Linked DNA regions of Mus musculus: regions 1, 2, 3, 5 and 6 are each linked to region 4. Evidence: chromatin contacts called from public ChIA-PET and HiChIP or PLAC-seq data. All regions are on one chromosome and are shown on one strand. The core of a region is the stretch at or near the end of the contact, and the rest is flanking DNA. Distances in the headings are between cores, read along the strand shown. Region 1 overlaps Gm39256 (a long non-coding RNA gene). Region 2 overlaps Wwox (WW domain-containing oxidoreductase). Region 3 has its middle 5.5 kb from the start of Gm39256. Region 4 overlaps Wwox (WW domain-containing oxidoreductase). Region 5 has its middle 220 kb from the start of Gm39256. Region 6 has its middle 89 kb from the start of Gm39256.

Region 1 (2,700 bases), core at 117-2,616, 470 kb after region 4:
TCAGTTTCTGTGAATGAAAGTCACAGTTTCCATGAAACACTGCTCTTTTTTTAAATTCACTGTCTGTTTCAGTCACTTGGCATCCACCAACACCAGCAAGGTCTTTGTCCATCACGCTCTGTTGCAGAATCTGAAACCACTAAGGGCTTTTGTCTCATCTTAGTTCCTTGGCTCTGAGCCTACCTAGGCCAGGTTTCTCCACAGGATGAAAAATCACAGAGACCAACCACTTCCACTCGGTTTTGCTCTCAAATTACCAAATCAGTGGCAAAGACCTCTCATCCCAGCTACTTTGAAGGCCATGGCAGGAGAACACCAGCTCAAGGTCACCGAGTGAGTTCAAGGTCAACCTTGGCAATTCGGTGAGACCCTGTCTCCAAACCAAAAAGAAAAAAAGAAGTTGGGGATATGGCTCAGTGACAGAGTAATGTGGTGTCTAGTTGTGTGGGTTCTGTAGCCAGCAGCTTTGGACTTCATTTTGCACCAGTTCTAATCAGCTGCCTCACTCTGGAAAAGTTTCTTGGTCTCTGTATCCTCATTCATGCAATGGTGATAAAAGTCCATTGTACACCCTGGTAATTTTTATAACTAAACACACACACACATACACACACACACACACACACACACACTCACACATGAAACATTAAGGATAATTCCCAAAACATAGTAAATGATATTTAAGGCTTAACTAATATTGTTAACCATGTCTGTATCTGAGGACTCTTTCAAAATAGAAGATCCATAGAGTGAGACTATAGTAGTGTTTCTAACATCTAGTTTATTCTATGTTCCAAATTCCTCATGCTTGTTATCTTGGCCAATTGCGATGATTCCCATCTCGAGGTCACCATGATTTTTGCCTTGAACACCCAAAGACGAGAGATGTTCACTGGCTTGCTTAATGCTCCACAGCACAGACTAGCCAACCTGGATTTATGGCACCTAGAGATGTGACTTCCCTGGGAACATCAAAGGCAGAGGAGGTCCCATGAGGTGACGTCTAAAGCAAGCAGGCTTGGCATGTTTGTGCAAACACAAAGGCTAGACTAACCCTGTCCAAGACACAGAAAAAGCATCTGGGGTCTGCCGCCTGCCTTGCCTAAATGGAATGCCAAGGAGAGCTACACCCAAGAGCTGCAATTCCCACCTTTGAGGACAAGAGTGCTAGCTGCTGTCCTCTGCTGCCTCTAGAAAGTCTTCTTCCCTGAAGCAGTCACCCCTACCCTCTAATTGTCTACTGCAATGCAAAAACCCAGTTCCTTATCACCTGTCACCACTAACAATCAACTGGCCTTGGGGGTCAAGGAGGGGATACCACTCTGATGACCTGGCAAGAATCCAAACTCTGGGGTGCCCAGATTTCCTGCTTGTGGTTTGCCCTGCTGTGACTGGGCTGGCTCCCACTTCCTGTCCTAACCCTTGGGCTCACATGATATGACAGGGCGTTCTTCCAGGACTGTGTTCACACCACAGGTAGGAAAAGAAACTAGTGCCTTGGACGATCCTGACAGCTCTCCTATCCCAGTCTGGATTGCCCTGATGGTACTACATTCTACATGCTCTTTATCTGTGCAGGCTGAGCTGGGGGGAAGGTCTGGGGGGTGGGGAGAGTCGGGAGGCTTGTCCCCATATCATGGCATAGATGGGGAACTGCACTGCATCTCTCATATCCACGAGCTGTTTCCAGGCCCCAAGGTGCAGTTCAGAATCCTGCCCACCAGAAGGAGCAAGATGAGGTGATGGAGGTGCCGTGACCACGATGGGTTGTGAGAATATGGTCTGGATGTGGCCTGAGTATTTCCCAGGCTTGACATGTTGCCAAAAGCTGGGTAGTGTCAGGGTGCTGGGCATAAGGTGACGGTCACAGTTGGAATCAGACCACAGGCCAATGGACCTTTCGGAAAGTAAACCTTAAGCCCAGGAGATACTTGAGTGTCCAGCTTGACGCCCTTGTGATGTGTATATTCCATGTACCTTACCGTGATGAGTTCTTCCGGGATTTGAGAGCTACCGGGCCATGCCAAGGCCATACTCTTCCCACATAGCATGGCATGTCCTTCATCTCTTATGACCCTTCTGCTGGGCAGGATTCTGCCCTAAGCGTCAGGACCTGGAAATGGCTTCTTTTAGGTGTTCTGTAGTTGGTCCAGCCACTCTGAGAAATAAGTGAGACCTTGACACTTTTTCCTGGCCTGGACAACAGTAGATCTGGTATGAGGCTCAGCCATGATATGGGTAGTCCTGGGACATCTGCCTCAGCTTCCTTCCAGATTTGGAAATGAGCACACAATATGCTGGTGCCCAGCACATAGGAGGATGACTTACCGCTCGGCCTAACACACAGGAAGACTGCATTTGAATAGTAACCACGATGTCCCTGGGACCCTGCTAAGCATCTCACCTATTGATCATATTGCATGCTTATGGTGTTCCTAGGAGGGAGGCACTGTTGCCTTTGCCATAATTTAGATAAGCAAGTGGAGGCTCAGAGCTTAAATGGTGTACCCAACATCATTGTATCAGTCACACAGGAGTCACACCCTGCTCCAGAGAACTCTCCTTTCACCCTTGAGATCTGCTTCCCTCTAGGTCTCAATGAAATGATAACCCCAAAAGCCACAACCCTATAAAGTACTGGAGCTGGGGCATGACAAATCTGGACTGCCAGAGGGACCACCCTGTGCTCAACTGAGGCCC
Region 2 (2,700 bases), core at 3-2,502, 340 kb before region 4:
TTGAGTCTCGGTGCCCACCATAGCCACCGTTCATGTTTCAGAAGAATTGGGCCAGTGTCATACACATATTGTTTTGCACTATCTTACGGTTCAAGGTTGGCAGCACATTTACATGTTGCCACAGATTACAATAAAAATGAAAGAAAGAAATTGTTCCTAGTAAGAAATAGACGAAGGCCGAGGACTATATCTTGGTGGCTAGCATGTGTGAGGTACTGGGTTTGATAGAGGGGAGGACATAGAAGAGAGAATATCCCAAGACCAGCACCCACATCGACTGCTTTTCCAAGTAGAAGATTACACACTGACTCTGCCCATTCCTAAACATTCAGTCTTGTTAACAGGTCTTTGTATGGATTGGTGCATCTCTCTGCCTGGAATGTTCTATCCAAAGCTAGCTGCAGGTCTTTCTTCTTCTTCCTCCTCTTCTTCCTCCTCTTCCTCTTCTCCTCTTCCTCCTCCTCTTCCTTTTCCTCTTCTTCCTCCCCTTCCGCCTCTTCCTCCTCTTCCTTCTCCTCCTCTTCCTCCTCTTCCTCCTCCTCCTTTTCCTCCTCTTCCTCCTCCAGACTGAGTCAGGCAAGTTGGCATCCTCTGTAGTCCCCACAGTACCCTCTCAAGTCATAGGACCATGTGATATCTGTTTACTAGCCTGCTGGGCATCATACACTGCCACCCTGAGCATGTGTGTGCCAAGAGATACAGTTGAGTCTGGCAGGAGCCCAGCATGGGAGAAGGAAAGTGGTAGAGGAGGAGCCAGGAGATAGAGCAAAAGTCTCCTGACGGCTCCCAAGACCCAGCCTACTGTAGATCCTCCCGTCATGGGAAAGATCATCACCAGGAATGTTTAGGAATAGTGCGACTGTCAGCAGAATGGTGGGGTGGGTGTCAAGAGCAGTGTCGTCAGCTGTGGAAGACATTCTCCAGACAATGAATGAGTGGAAATGACTTCACCCACTTCCCCTTCCTCACCAGGACCCTTGCATCACCTTGGATCTAGCATCACTTGTCACATATGTCAGGAATCAAGGACTCTGGGAGCAGTGTGGTCAGCAAAAGGCACAATTAGTCATGTGTGAGCGTTTTGTGTATTCCACGTAGCTTTCCCTTTTTTTTTTCTTTCTTGAACTGCTCCCCTCGAGGGAAACCCACTTCCGGCATGAGTTTCTTGATGGGGTGTTCTAACTAAGGGCTTTAGTCATGTGAACATAAACAGGAAGGTCCTCACCCCACCCATCTCACAGACCCGGAGCAAACAGACATAGACCACAAGTCTCACCCAACCTTCTCTGTTTCCTCAGTGTATGCCCTGGCTTACAGTCTAATGCAGGAGGGCCAGTTCCCAGCTTCCTCCCAAAGCTACATTTTTCTGTTTGTCTGAAATAACTCAGATCTCAGGAGTTTGCTGTTACATTGCTTCACAGAAATGAGTGAGTGGTGCTCTCTCTCTCTCTCTCCCTCTCCCTCTCCCTCTCTCTCTCTCTCTCTCTCTCTCTCTCTCTCTCTCTCTCTCTGGTATACTTTGGGTATAAGAAGGAACTTACAAATCCACTCCTTTTTCCCTTCTCTCTGTAGTTTGACAGATTATAGGAGGTGGGATGATATTTTTACGTACAAATATCCATTGCAGAGATCCTTTGGACATAGTAACATAGAAGAAAGCATATTCTTTTTGTAGCCTAAATCCTCAATACTGTTGGTATATGAGGATGTTGATTTCTGATTTTATCTAACACTTGGCATGGGAAAGGAATTTCACTAGCTACTACTAGCCTGAACTCACGCCTGCCTAGCATATCACCACTGTCAAGGAAAATAACAGTGATAAGTATTGTTTTGGAACCAACCTTTTCTAACTAAAAAAAACCAGAGCTGTGGCGATTAGGGTTTTATGCTCTATAGGAACAGTGATTGTGAAAGCTAATAAAAATATTTAAAAAAAAAAAAGGCAGAAGAGAAGTTCTACTTAGGGTTCTTTAAGCTGGAGTTCTTGCTTTCTGCTCTGTTTGTGTGTGCGCCATCCCTGTGTAACAAATCAGCATACACTTGGCAACTCTAGCCCATATCAATGGCTGCAGTTCTATAGGTCGAAAGTAAGGGCCCATTATAGCTGTGTTATCATCTCTGAACCTCAGGAAGACCGTGGGGCATCAGCTGGAGCTGCACTCCTGTCTGCGGACACTGGAGGGAAATCCACTGCCACGTTCGTTCAAGGTGTTGGCAGAATTTAGTCCCTTAAAGCTACAAGACTGAGGCTTGAGGTTCCTCTTCAGTCATAGCAGGTGGCTGCCGTCTGCTACCGGAGGCCACCCACCCGTGTCCCTTGACACCCCAGGAGAAGCAGCAGCGACCCACAGATGAAGTCCCTTTGAGGTTTGAATCTCCCTCACTTTCTCGACGCTGCTGTCTGAACACAAATAGAGGGACTTACGTGACTTGGGCACCGAGTTTGGAGCTTTCGATAGCATATGTAAAATCTGTTTAGAATAAATGCACTGACAGATCAATGCCTGGGAGAAGCCCATGTGTACACGGTGGGTCTCTTCAATGGCTGAATTCAACACGCTGTCTTCTCTGTGCCACAGAGTTCCCCACTTGGAATCATGACATGGAGGATTGCCGGGACCATCGAGTGAGTGGTTGTCACTTGTTAGCCCTGTGGTAGCAGACAGGCTTTCCACAGATACCCTCCCAGTTTCCCTT
Region 3 (2,700 bases), core at 125-2,624, 490 kb after region 4:
AGAATGTCTGCTTCATTTGGGTACCACTGAGGTGGAGGCATGAGCTTGTGAAGAGCAAATGAGATGGAAAAGGATCCAAACTGTCCATGAAAGGGTTAAGCAAATTCACTGCTCTCTAGTATTAGTACTGCTGGTACTCCTGTGGCTACCTTCATTGCAACTATCACCATAAGTACTGTATTACCACCAATAGTGTTGCACTTGTTGGCCCTATTATTGGTATCATCTATAACACCATTACCACTGTTGCTAAACAACCACTACAGCCACCATTATCATGGTCACCCTCACCATTGCTACCCCTTTTATTTTCTTATCACTGCGGGGGTAACTGCTCACTTCTTTCAGCAGCTTGCAGACACCACAACCCTGATACACTCCAGACCTGGGGCAAACTGCCATAACTTGAATGGTTATTTCTCATTTCTCAAGAACTCTCTCCCAAGCTTGGAGAATCCATACCCATGCCTAAAACTAGTGTGTATGCCTGCACCTTGATCCTTATAGAGTAGAGAGATGATACTGAGGGCTGATAAAGGAGTCTGCCATGTCCCAGACTCACTGTACACACAGGAGAACACAGACCAGAGGGGAACATGGGAGTTGCTCTTCTTTGAAAGAGAAAGAAACTGAGGCATGGAGGTGATGTGTATGAGATCACGCAGCTGGCGAATAGCTTGTTCCTGATCCAGACCATTTATTTTTTACCAGCATCCAGGATGTCAGCTGAGGTGCCAGGATTTGAAAGGGTTAAAGAAGAGGTCTGGGTCCTGGCATTTGCTCAGTTTCCCACTGGCAGGAGATGATTTGAGGAGTAAAAAGCTGGGATGATTCTTCCTACTCCTCCTGTCTCCAAGCACTACAGTCATCGGTGGCAATCTCCTCCAGCAGGAATGAACATGGAAAATGACCAGGAATATGGGACACTGGACTCTGGGTATCTGCATCGAGATAGCCCTGAAGAGGGACTAGCAAACGACAGCAGGAAAAGAATGAGGAAAAATAAATGGGAACAGGAAGGTGACTCTGGAGCCTGAAGGCCAATACTGTACATGGGCCTGGTGCCCCTAAGGCCCCCTAGTGCATTCTATTTTTGGAACTGGCTGCATGGTGAGCGAGTGCTGGTGGGAATAGATAGGGTCAAGGCCAGCTTCCAGCCTGGTGACTCTGAAGCCAATCTGTTGTTGGGGGACCCAGGCACCAGGCCAGAAGTGGGATTCCAAGTCATGCCTCCCCACCCACACAGGCCTCTCAAGGCCCTGGATAACAAAGGGAAGCATCCAGAGAAGGGGGAACTGCTCTTCCTTCCCCTCCAACCCCAACTGTGCTCACATATAGAAGCAGATCTGATGACCTTAGCAAAGCTGTCCCGGCCTGAAGGATCTTGCAAGCTCAGACTTTCTGGGGCCTGTGCTCTGGCGGCAAACTGGGCTTCCTGGGCTGGGAGGGGTGAGCTTCCTTCCCCTTTGGGTGGCCTTGGTCAGTCTTTGGGGACCACAGTAAGTGCATCAAGATAGACTTGAACAAAAGACTTTCATGGAGGCTGATTTCTAACAGGGAAGTCTCTAGGTGGCCTGTATGTTCTGAGCCAGTCAATCCTGCCCTGTGACAGGAAAGAAACTGTCACTGAGTCCCATAGCTGGATTCTGTATGTGACTATGTGCTGTGTTTCCCACCCCATTGCTTTCTCAGCTCAGAGACAATAAAACTCAGTGAAATTGTTCAGGATTTTTAAAGTGTAGAATCATGCACATTTTGTATTTTGCTAGACAGTTTTTCAGAGGCTGATATCATGAGTCTTAGTAACATAACAGACTATTCTTGGGCATTTGAAAAGATGAAAGACAGAGTTTGCTCCTGCCCAGGTCCACCTGCATCTGATGATATTATGCCCCCAGCATCCTAGAGGCAGGCAGGCAAGGTGAAGGAAGGGTAGCATTTGGAGACATCAAGTACTAAGGTGTAGCTCTAGTTCCAGAACATGCAAGTCATGTAGCCTTCTTGGGCCACCTTCCTGAGTCTGGTTTATCTCCTGTTGAGGAGGGAAATGATATTGTCACAAAAGGATTTAAACACCTTATATACATGCTTAAGGCTAGGACCAAATGATGCTAGGACCAATGTATAGATGTCCTCAAGATAAATATCCTGATCTGCTCAAAGCTTCCTTCATCCACCTTTTTATAGTATCCTAAAGGCCAGAAGAGAAAGACAGACACTCAGGAACTTTCCACAGCCTGACTAGCCATCATCTGGATTATACTATGCAATGTTCTACTTTAGTCATATTGCAATGTGAGATTTATGGACGAACAACTTCCAGGTTCCGTTTTCCCCTGTATTAAGATAGTCAAGATAGTGACCATAGAATCTCAGACTATAAGATACACAAAGTTTATGTTAACTCTTAAGAAATAGACATGAGGGCTAGAAATACAGGCCAAAGGTAAAGCCATTGCTTAACACATATAAGGTTTTTATGTTTAACCCCCAATACTCAAAACAAAACAAAACAAAACAAAACAAAACAAAACAAAACACTAGACTAAAAAAGAACAGGGCATGTAGATAAATAAGTACTGTATAGAGTCTGAGAGATGGCTCAGCAGTCAAGTTCTTACTGCTTGGTCATGAGTTCAGACCCCAGTGCCTATATCAGACATCTTACAAACACCTGTAATTCTACTTCCAAGGGATCTG
Region 4 (2,700 bases), core at 103-2,602:
AAACAACTTTTTGCCCCTTATACATTAAGACGCATGCAATAAATCACTTATGTAATAAACTGCAGTATATTATGTGGAAAAAAATGAGCGAGTGGCGTGTGTGTGTGTGTGGGGGGGGTGGCTTCCAGTGGAGCCAGACCTCAGGCATGAAGAGAGAGGAGGGGAAGGGACTTGGAAGGAGGGGGCCGCTGCACCAGAGGAACTTGGAGAGGCTACAAATGGAAGCATCTCCACAGCGAACCTCAGGCTGCTGCTGGAGGGAGCTGGTTATGTAATGACTGCGGCAGTGGGGCTCCAGAGAAACTTTTTCCAGCTCGGCTTTTCCAGAGCATCCTCCCAGCTAATGTTCATTACCGGGGGTGGGGGTGGGGGTGGGGGTGTTCAGAATTAGGCTGGAGGCTGGAGGAAGGGAGATGGAGGATGGGAGTTTGTATTAAAGATGAGAAAACAGAGATGAGAGCTTTCTGTTTAGCAGCTCTTGGGTGAGCCCTCCATCCAGACGCTGAATGATTGCTCTTCATTGTAAATACCAATGGCCATCATCTATCCCGCAGAGGGGGGGTCTCAGGAAAACGGGGGGGGGCGTGCTTTACGAGAAGTAGCAGCAAATGCGTTCGGTAGCAGGCCACCGGGCTTCCGGAGTGTCTAGTATACACCAGCATGCTGTTCGTTCTGTATCCGAATTTCTAATCTCACAGGCGTCTTATGCTTTTCTGAGCCAAGTCCAACAACTTTCGCCGGGGTAGCCTCCAGCGATGAGGATTCCTGTTAGCAGAAAAATGACTGTGAGCTCCGACTTCGAGCAGGGCCTCGAGTATTTACCTAGTTGAGGCTTCCCAAATGCACTACCAGAGGGCACTATGATTAGTCCCATTTCTCAAAAGTGTAAACTGAGGTTTTTTTCCTTTTGTTTTGTTTTGTTTTTTTTTTTTTAACAAAAATCTGCCCCCAAGTTCTCTCCATCTGGAAGGAAAAGAGCCAGGGTTCATGCCAAGACCCATCTGGCTCCCAAATGCTTTCTGGCAATCACCAAGTTATACAACCAATTCTAGATGCGGATCCGAGAAATAACTTCATGGTGAGACTTGCCAAGGGAGGCTGCTTGCCTCCTTCCTGCAGGAACACATTGCAGCTCACAAATCTACGCCGGCTAGAAAAAAGAAAACCAATACTGCTCAGAAAAAACGCTTGCAAACTTCCCGGCAGAAAGCCCCCTGTTCACCGTGGTGTGCCTGCCACCGGGGAGTGGAAGTTGAGGGGTGGGGGTGGGGGGGCACGAAGCACGGTCAGAAGCTAGGAGTTTCCGGCTGAAGAACCTCCTTCCAGAGCCCCTAGAGGAGAGCAGAGGAGCCGCTCCAATTTCCATGTGCGCCTTTCTCTAACTTTGAGAGCCCAATAAAACCCAGAGTGCTGGGTAGGAATCAGAGGCTGCTAAGCTGCTTGTAATTTACGATTTAGCGTCGCACAGTATAAAAATAGGCAGTGAAACTGAAAGGCAATCAAGTCTATTGTCACCAGGAATGGGACGTGATCTGACATCCGCCGCTGCCGAGAGCCCGCTGTGTACTGGGAATGTAGTGTATATGGTTTCATTTTATCTCGACATCCCTGGAGTCTGGCCCCTGTCATTTATCTGTTCCCGAGTTACAAAGCGCCCCACGTGCTACTAGTAGACAACAACCAATGCATTTTTTTGTTTTTGTTTTTATTAAATCCCATCATTTTCTGGCTCAATTTTTTGGGGGGGGGGGTAGGGATTGCTTTGTCTCTCAATCTGTTGGCTATGGGGCAAAGGTCACGGGGTGATTGGTGGGTGGGCTAGCCCATAATTACCTTTCTTACTGCATGAGTGGCTAAGTGGGGGGCTCCGCCTCTGGCTTCTTTAGCGTGGTGGTCTTAGAGAGGTTGGATCTTGTAGGGCGTACACCTCATAGCTGCCATGGCAAGGTCTTCTCCGACTGACCTTGGACATCACAGGAAGCCACTTCCTCTCACCATATGAGGAGACCTTATAGTGAGTTTACCATCCCTGGCACACTGGGATTCAATGCAGGGGGACATAAGGCTCTACTTCCTGGTGGGAAGACTATTGAAGAACTTGTAGCTGCATTTTGTAAGCCATCTGGGTGTCTGTGGTCTGCATCCTCTTTGTCCCCATAGCAGATCCTTCTAAGAGATAAGGACCCTGATTTTGTTTGACCGGGTCCCAGTGCTAACCCAGGGTGACTCAGCTAGCTTCTAGCTGCCACCTCAGGGTCAGGGCTGCTCACTTCATGGAGGTCAGGAAGCAGCAAGACGGGGGATGGCGCTGGGACAGGGGTCAGAGTCAGGGTGTGACCTTCAAAGCCATGCTCCCTAGTATCTGCCTAGCCCAAGTAGGTCTAATCTTCTAGTCTCTTTTGCTTCCCCATAAAGTTGTCAAAGTATGAATCGATCAGTGAATTAGCCTGATGATTAAGCCAGCCAGAGCCGTTAATGATCCAATTATTTTCCGAAGCTCCACCTCTGAGTATTATTTTGGGACCACGCCTTCAAAGCAAGAGCTGTTTGAACAGTACCTACTACCTCAACTGTAACATAGCGTTCACTCCAAACTGCCTTTCGCTCACAGAAGTCTTGAGACTTTGGGGCTCATTAACAAATCAATTAAAGTGTCTGGCAACACAAAAATCATAAACCAGAATCCTGGATTCTCCTTCA
Region 5 (2,791 bases), core at 74-2,573, 260 kb after region 4:
CATGCTCTTTGCTCAGTGGCCTTCTGGAAGTCAATGTGTCACCTTGTTGGATCTGCATACCAGAATTAAGACAGCTCTATCTAGAACACTCACCCCATCACCTTTACCAGCCAACTGAGTTGTTCAAGAAAGACAAGTGGCTATGGAGAGACAAAAGTCTAGAGCTCACTTCAGCCTCTCTTAGACTGTTCTGGAAAATGGGATGATGGTAAGTCCTTTGTACTAACACTGTCAGATCAAATAAGGCAAGAAATATGGTCTATGTCACTAATCTGCTCATAATATGAATCCATGGAGGTTAAGAGAACATGCACAATTAGCAGAATTAAAGTTTTTAAGCGAGCTTGGGGTTGGACACAAGCTCAGTCTATAGACAGGGTGCTTGCTTGGAGTGTATGAAACCTTATGTTTGATCTCAAGGACCTCATAAGAGCCAACAAACAAAACCAAGGATGGTGATACAGGCCCTCAATCTTAGCCCTGGGGGAGGTGGAGGTAGATGGATCAGAAGTTCAAGGTCTTTTTCAGATACACAGTGACCTCAAGGCTAGCCTTGGCTACATGATATCTTGTTTCAAACAAAGCTACCTCCAAACCTTCAAAATATTGGCTCCGTGGTGTATTCCAGCAGTTTCCCTCAAGTTTTCCCTTGATGTTTCAAGGATTCACGTTGCTGTTGTTTTGTTTCAACTTCCCAAGCTCTTTAGGTCTATTGATCCAACTAAGCCCTTAGCCTTGTTCTTTTCTCCCCAGGATCAAGGAAAGCAGAAACTTAAGAGCCAGGGAAGGCTCCACCCAGCTTACTCACAGATTAATGGGAAACATACTGTTCAATTTCTCTCCAAGCTACCTACTATCTCCCCACTGTAATTCAAGGCTCTGGAGATGGTCAATTTTCCTTCCCGCCTTTTTCTGAGCTTGATGTCTATCCACTCTTGATGCCCTGGCCACTGGACTCCTCTCTATGAGGACATGTAACTTTGTTTTTTGGAAAAAAAAAGTCCTTGGTAAAGGTGCTTTGTTTGGCAGTAGGTTGGGGGCATGCTGCATAGCTGAGTCCCCTGTGCTGGCCCATAGTACCTTTTCTTTTATTCCCTTCATTTTCTCTTTTGATACAGTCTCGTTTATAACCTAGGCCTGTCTCAAGATCTTTACAGTGGAACTTGGCCTTGAACTCCTGACCTTCCCACTTTCATCCCAAGGGCTGGTTTTACAAGAGTGAGCCACCACTCCCTGCTCATAGCCACTTCTCCCTTTCGACTGGCCTTTTCTTCATCATCACACTTGTGGGCATTAACTCTGAGTCATGTTGGCGGTTTTTTTTTTGTCATGAAGTCCTGCTTCATAGTTTAGTTCAAGGCCACCAGAGTGTCGCAAGACAACACAGATCATCCAAATGAGGCAACATGAAAGAAAATATCAGAAGTGTTTTCTTGGCAACGACTTTTGATTACATTGAATCAATATTGAAAGTAGCAAAATCATGGTAGAAATTTTCATAGAAGAATTTCTCCCTAGTTGTGTCCTTAGGGATTCGATCTGAGACCTAGTGTGTGCTAGACTAACCCTACCACTAAGCCACATCCCTCGCTCTTCATTTTTTTGTGTTTGACTCTGTCTTATTTTATTTTGAGGCAAGAACTCACTATAACCTCCGTTGGCCTTACACTTACTCTGTAATACAGACTGTTTTCAAACTAGGAATCTTTTTATTTCCATTTCTCCAGTCTTGGAATTACAGGTATACTCTCCCAGATTTGGACCCTAGGAAAAATGAGGACATCCTTGGCTGGACACAGTGTCTTGGTCCTGATGTTTTGAAAGCAGATGGAGAATTAACTAGTTACGCCTTGGAGGATACTGCAATTTTGTAAGAAATTCAGATGCTGAATGAGGAAGTTGAAACTGAATTGGACACATATGGCAGCTGTGAGTCTTGGGGCAAACTACTGACTTCAGAACTTCAGCTTCCCCATTGGAGAAGGGAAAGAACATGGCTATCCCCTTAGAGAATCTCCTAAGGGTATTAAAAAGTATTCTGCAGAAGTGCCTGGTCAACACTGAGCACTCAGTAAACGTTATCATTACAGTCCTCCATGTTAATATTGCTGTAAGTATGCTCTGTGCCAGGGTATGGATAGGACTGAGGTCCACAAAAATATGGGGTTGAGGTTCCAATGAGATGTCTCAGCCGGTAAAGGCACTTGCTGCCAAACTTACAAACCCACCGACTTTGATCCCTAGGATTCAAATAGCAAAAGGAGAGAGTCTGATCATACAAGTTATCCTCTGACATCCACATGTGTGCTGTGGCACACACATGTCCACATGTGGGAATGAACATACCCATCAAATAAATAAGTATAATAAAATAAAACTTCAAAAGCAAATACATGATTGAGACTTCTCCCTTCTGGGAGAATATTCACCTCCTCTGGTCTCCATCAATGGCTAGGGTTTCCCCAATCTGGGGGAGTCCATACTGTGGCTACCTGGGAGCTTTACCCCATGTAATCCACCCTCTTGTACAGGACCCAGAGTTAAGCGTCTAAAACCCTTCACAGGTGATTCCAATATGCAGCCAAGGTCCTAACTTCCTGGATCATTTGTAGGATATACTATGGAAGGAAAAGGTAGAGCCCTGGGTCCAAAACGACCAAGGGAGAGGAAGCAAGAAGCCAGGGTCTCCTGCCAGGTGTTATGCATCCTGATGTTAAGATCTTCCGGACTAATTTAATCCTCTAGCCTTTGTCTGAGCTCATGGATACCCCATCCCATTGGAAGAAGTAGC
Region 6 (2,700 bases), core at 25-2,524, 400 kb after region 4:
GAGGCTGCAGAGAATTATGTAAGGGACCAGGAAGCAGCGGGAAGTGGCCTTCCCTGAGTATCTGTTATGCATCCGTTGCTTCTATAGACATCCCTACATTGATCTTTCCCAGTCCCTAACAGACAGGAGCATCTCTTTCACATTGCAGAAGAAGCCAAAGGATGAGGGGCTTAGTCCCCAAATAGTCACAAAGAGGAAGCATAGGCTGCCCTTCTTGCCTGGTTCTTTCTGAGCCCAGCTATTACCTGCCTGCCTCCAGGAGGCACTGGAATGCCAGGTTGAAGTAGGACTTAAGAAATAACACTAGTACAATCATCAGAGCAGCCGATCTGTATTGCTCACACACAGCCTAGCCATCTTGTGCAAAATGGTGTACAGTGCCTGCCATGTTTGGAGCCATCTAAAAAAGACAAGACCTCTTGCCACTGCTATTGTACAAAGGGGGAAACTGAGGCAGCTCATAAACCTCAAAGGGTCAGAATTGAGTTTGACTTTAGGCCACCCCCCCCCAAGCCCCAACCCAGAAATGGTGCTACGGAGTGTCTTGAATCAGAGAGTCATGGGAGGGGTTTAACCCTGGGATTTACACACTCTTATCAAAAGCCATTTGCTTTCAATCATTGTCCATCTGTTTGTTTCTAATGCTCTTGTAAAATACCTTAATGCCTGGGCCGTGGGCAAAGAGCAAGTGCATTTAGCTCCCCAGACTCAGGTAATGTGCAGGTCCACCTAGCTCAGCACCCATGTGGTACTCAGGCTCAGTATTTGCTATGGATTTGTCTTCGTGCCCTAGAGAGCAAGGACAGAATTTCAATGTTTAAGGATTGTGTTTGCTAGCAACAAACCAGCCTGCCCCACTTTAATGGGTTCAAAGATGAGAAAGGATAGCCAGAGACTGGACCATGTTCTGTAGACCAAGAAATGGGGGTGGGGTGGGGACAGAAGATAGCAAAGCAAGCAGAGAAAGGGCCAGGAAACTAATGTGGAGAGATGCCTAGCATGGGGTAGCAAAGAGAAGAGTGCTACAATGTTGATCTCAGGCTAGACCCTGTGCTGATGTACTGACAACACATGGTACCTTTGAGGGACCACGCTCCATCTGCCCTCTCACTTGCTTCATGAGCTGCCCTTTATTTGACTTCCAGGGGAGGTTCTGACCAGCACCTCCACCACAGAGGGCCCTGCTTACAGCCTGGGGAGCAGATAGGGACATTCACAGCCCAGCTCTTCACTCCGTTCTAGTTTCCACTTCCCTAATTACAGGATGCCTTCCCTCCAGAGCCTGCTCAAGTTCTCCTTTTCCTTGGGTTGTGTTGCTACCACCTGGATGAAGGAAGGAAGTAATAAGACAGTGTGTTTCTAAGAATGACAGGAGGAGAAGCCAGAGAAGGGGCCCCTGACCATCATCTGTAGCCCTCGTGAACCCTGTCACACGCTGCCTGCACCAGAGCTTGCTCCTTGTCCTCGGGATTATGAGAGCAACCTCAGCTCAAGGGTAGAGTGAATATCCTATGTGCTAGGTGCCCAATGCATGGCAGGGTGCACAAGGAAACCACGGATGGTGTACTGTGAGCTTGGTTCATGACAGTTACAGCACAGATCTGGGGTTGGGCAATGGCTCAATGGGTAAAGTGTTAGCTGTACAAGTGTGAATTTTTCAGTTTGATCCTCCAGACCCATGTAAACAAGGTTGATGTGGTAACGCTCGCCTTGGGAAGGTAGAGGCAGGAGAGCGCCTACGGCTTGCTGTCTCTTTGGATAACCTAACTGAATGGGTACGCTCCAAGTTCACTGAGAAGTCCTGCCTCAAAAAATAAAGTGGAGAGGAAACAAGCAGGATGGCTTGGTGGCTAAAGGTGCTTGCAGCCAAGCCTTACAACCTCAGTTCCATCTCGGGGACTGGCACGGTGGAAGGAGAAAACCAATTTCTGAAAGTTGTCCTCTGTCTCAACATATATGCCATAGGGCACATGTTTGCATGCATACATTCTCCCCCTCCCCCCTCTCCCTCCCCCTTCCCCTCTCTCCCTCTCCCTTTCACCCTCCTCCATTCTCTCCAGCCTGGGTTACTATATATGTTTAACAGACAAAGGCAAGCAGATCTGCTCTTTCTCTTGCCCTGTGATATCAGCACTTTGATGTACTTACTGACTTGCTCAGTGCCGAGAGCTGATATCTGATTCACTATAGATATCTGCCCTGTGTCTGAAGGTGCAAAATGCCTGTCCTCCTTTCTTAGCCCTTTCTTTCCTTCCTTCCCATCTTCCCTTTCCCTCAGTTCCTCTTTCCTTTCTTTCTTTTTTCCTCTTCTTCCCCATTCTTTTTCTTCTCTCCTCTCACTCTTTTCTTTCTTTCTTTCTTTCTTTCTTTCTTTCTTTCTTTCTTTCTTTCTTTCTTTCTTTCTTTCTTCTTCCTTCCTTCTTCCTTCCTCCTCCTCCTTCTTCTTTTCTTCTTCTTCTTCTTCTTCTTCTTCTTCTTCTTCTTCTTCTTCTTCTTCTTCTTCTTCTTCTTCTTCTCCTCCTCCTCCTCCTCCTCCTCTTCCTCCTCCTCCTCCTCCTCCTCTTCCTCCTCCTCCTCCTCCTCCTCCTCCTTCTTCTTCTTCTTTTTTTTTTTTACTAAAGCTCACGTGGCTCAGTCTGGCCTTAAACTCGATACGAGCCCAGCAATAATAACCTTTAACTCCAGATCTCCCTGCTTCTG

The links. ChIA-PET counts read pairs in DNA pulled down with a chosen protein or histone mark. HiChIP or PLAC-seq counts read pairs in DNA pulled down with a chosen protein or histone mark.
Region 1: a contact with region 4 is called in an H3K4me3 HiChIP or PLAC-seq map of bone marrow-derived macrophages, with 3 times the contacts expected there. The contact joins two enhancer-like sites. A contact is called at or near these places in 1 of 15 datasets of contacts at CTCF or cohesin (large pre-B cells), 2 of 484 Hi-C or Micro-C datasets (bone marrow-derived macrophages and cerebellar granule neurons) and 2 of 115 datasets of contacts at active chromatin or transcription factors (bone marrow-derived macrophages and pancreatic cancer cells).
Region 2: an RNA polymerase II ChIA-PET map of memory CD8 T cells shows a contact between it and region 4, with 5 read pairs. The contact joins two enhancer-like sites. A contact is called at or near these places in 2 of 484 Hi-C or Micro-C datasets (cortical neurons and uterus) and 1 of 115 datasets of contacts at active chromatin or transcription factors (memory CD8 T cells).
Region 3: a contact with region 4 is called in an H3K4me3 HiChIP or PLAC-seq map of bone marrow-derived macrophages, with 3 times the contacts expected there. The contact joins two enhancer-like sites.
Region 5: a contact with region 4 is called in an H3K4me3 HiChIP or PLAC-seq map of bone marrow-derived macrophages, with 3 times the contacts expected there. The contact joins two enhancer-like sites. A contact is called at or near these places in 1 of 484 Hi-C or Micro-C datasets (nephron progenitors) and 5 of 115 datasets of contacts at active chromatin or transcription factors (T-cell acute lymphoblastic leukemia, bone marrow-derived macrophages, embryonic limb bud and 2 more).
Region 6: a contact with region 4 is called in an H3K4me3 HiChIP or PLAC-seq map of bone marrow-derived macrophages, with 6 times the contacts expected there. The contact joins two enhancer-like sites. A contact is called at or near these places in 1 of 484 Hi-C or Micro-C datasets (uterus) and 1 of 115 datasets of contacts at active chromatin or transcription factors (bone marrow-derived macrophages).

The regions. Positions count from the first base shown.
Region 1 is chr8:115,625,250-115,627,949 of GRCm38.p6, forward strand. Gm39256 (a long non-coding RNA gene) reads right to left here. Exons shown (of 2, transcript XR_879215.3): 2 at 1-2,700. Among named protein-coding and RNA genes, the nearest start is that of Gm39256, 18 kb to the right of the region's middle. Within about 2 kb of position 1,367, at least 11 of the 459 cell types and tissues checked have an H3K27ac peak or open chromatin away from gene starts, as enhancers often do. A contact at or near this core is called in bone marrow-derived macrophages, where this site is marked.
Region 2 is chr8:114,814,304-114,817,003 of GRCm38.p6, forward strand. All of the region lies in intron 8 of Wwox (WW domain-containing oxidoreductase), which reads left to right. Among named protein-coding and RNA genes, the nearest start is that of Gm16118, 110 kb to the left of the region's middle. Within about 2 kb of position 1,253, at least 88 of the 459 cell types and tissues checked have an H3K27ac peak or open chromatin away from gene starts, as enhancers often do. A contact at or near this core is called in memory CD8 T cells, where this site is marked.
Region 3 is chr8:115,649,042-115,651,741 of GRCm38.p6, forward strand. No RefSeq gene overlaps it. Among named protein-coding and RNA genes, the nearest start is that of Gm39256, 5.5 kb to the left of the region's middle. Within about 2 kb of position 1,375, at least 22 of the 459 cell types and tissues checked have an H3K27ac peak or open chromatin away from gene starts, as enhancers often do. A contact at or near this core is called in bone marrow-derived macrophages, where this site is marked.
Region 4 is chr8:115,158,744-115,161,443 of GRCm38.p6, forward strand. The region is part of intron 8 of Wwox (WW domain-containing oxidoreductase); the gene reads left to right. Among named protein-coding and RNA genes, the nearest start is that of Gm39257, 200 kb to the left of the region's middle. Within about 2 kb of position 1,353, at least 143 of the 459 cell types and tissues checked have an H3K27ac peak or open chromatin away from gene starts, as enhancers often do. A contact at or near this core is called in bone marrow-derived macrophages and memory CD8 T cells, where this site is marked.
Region 5 is chr8:115,421,943-115,424,733 of GRCm38.p6, forward strand. No RefSeq gene overlaps it. Among named protein-coding and RNA genes, the nearest start is that of Gm39256, 220 kb to the right of the region's middle. Within about 2 kb of position 1,324, at least 44 of the 459 cell types and tissues checked have an H3K27ac peak or open chromatin away from gene starts, as enhancers often do. A contact at or near this core is called in bone marrow-derived macrophages, where this site is marked.
Region 6 is chr8:115,554,372-115,557,071 of GRCm38.p6, forward strand. No RefSeq gene overlaps it. Among named protein-coding and RNA genes, the nearest start is that of Gm39256, 89 kb to the right of the region's middle. Within about 2 kb of position 1,275, at least 31 of the 459 cell types and tissues checked have an H3K27ac peak or open chromatin away from gene starts, as enhancers often do. A contact at or near this core is called in bone marrow-derived macrophages, where this site is marked.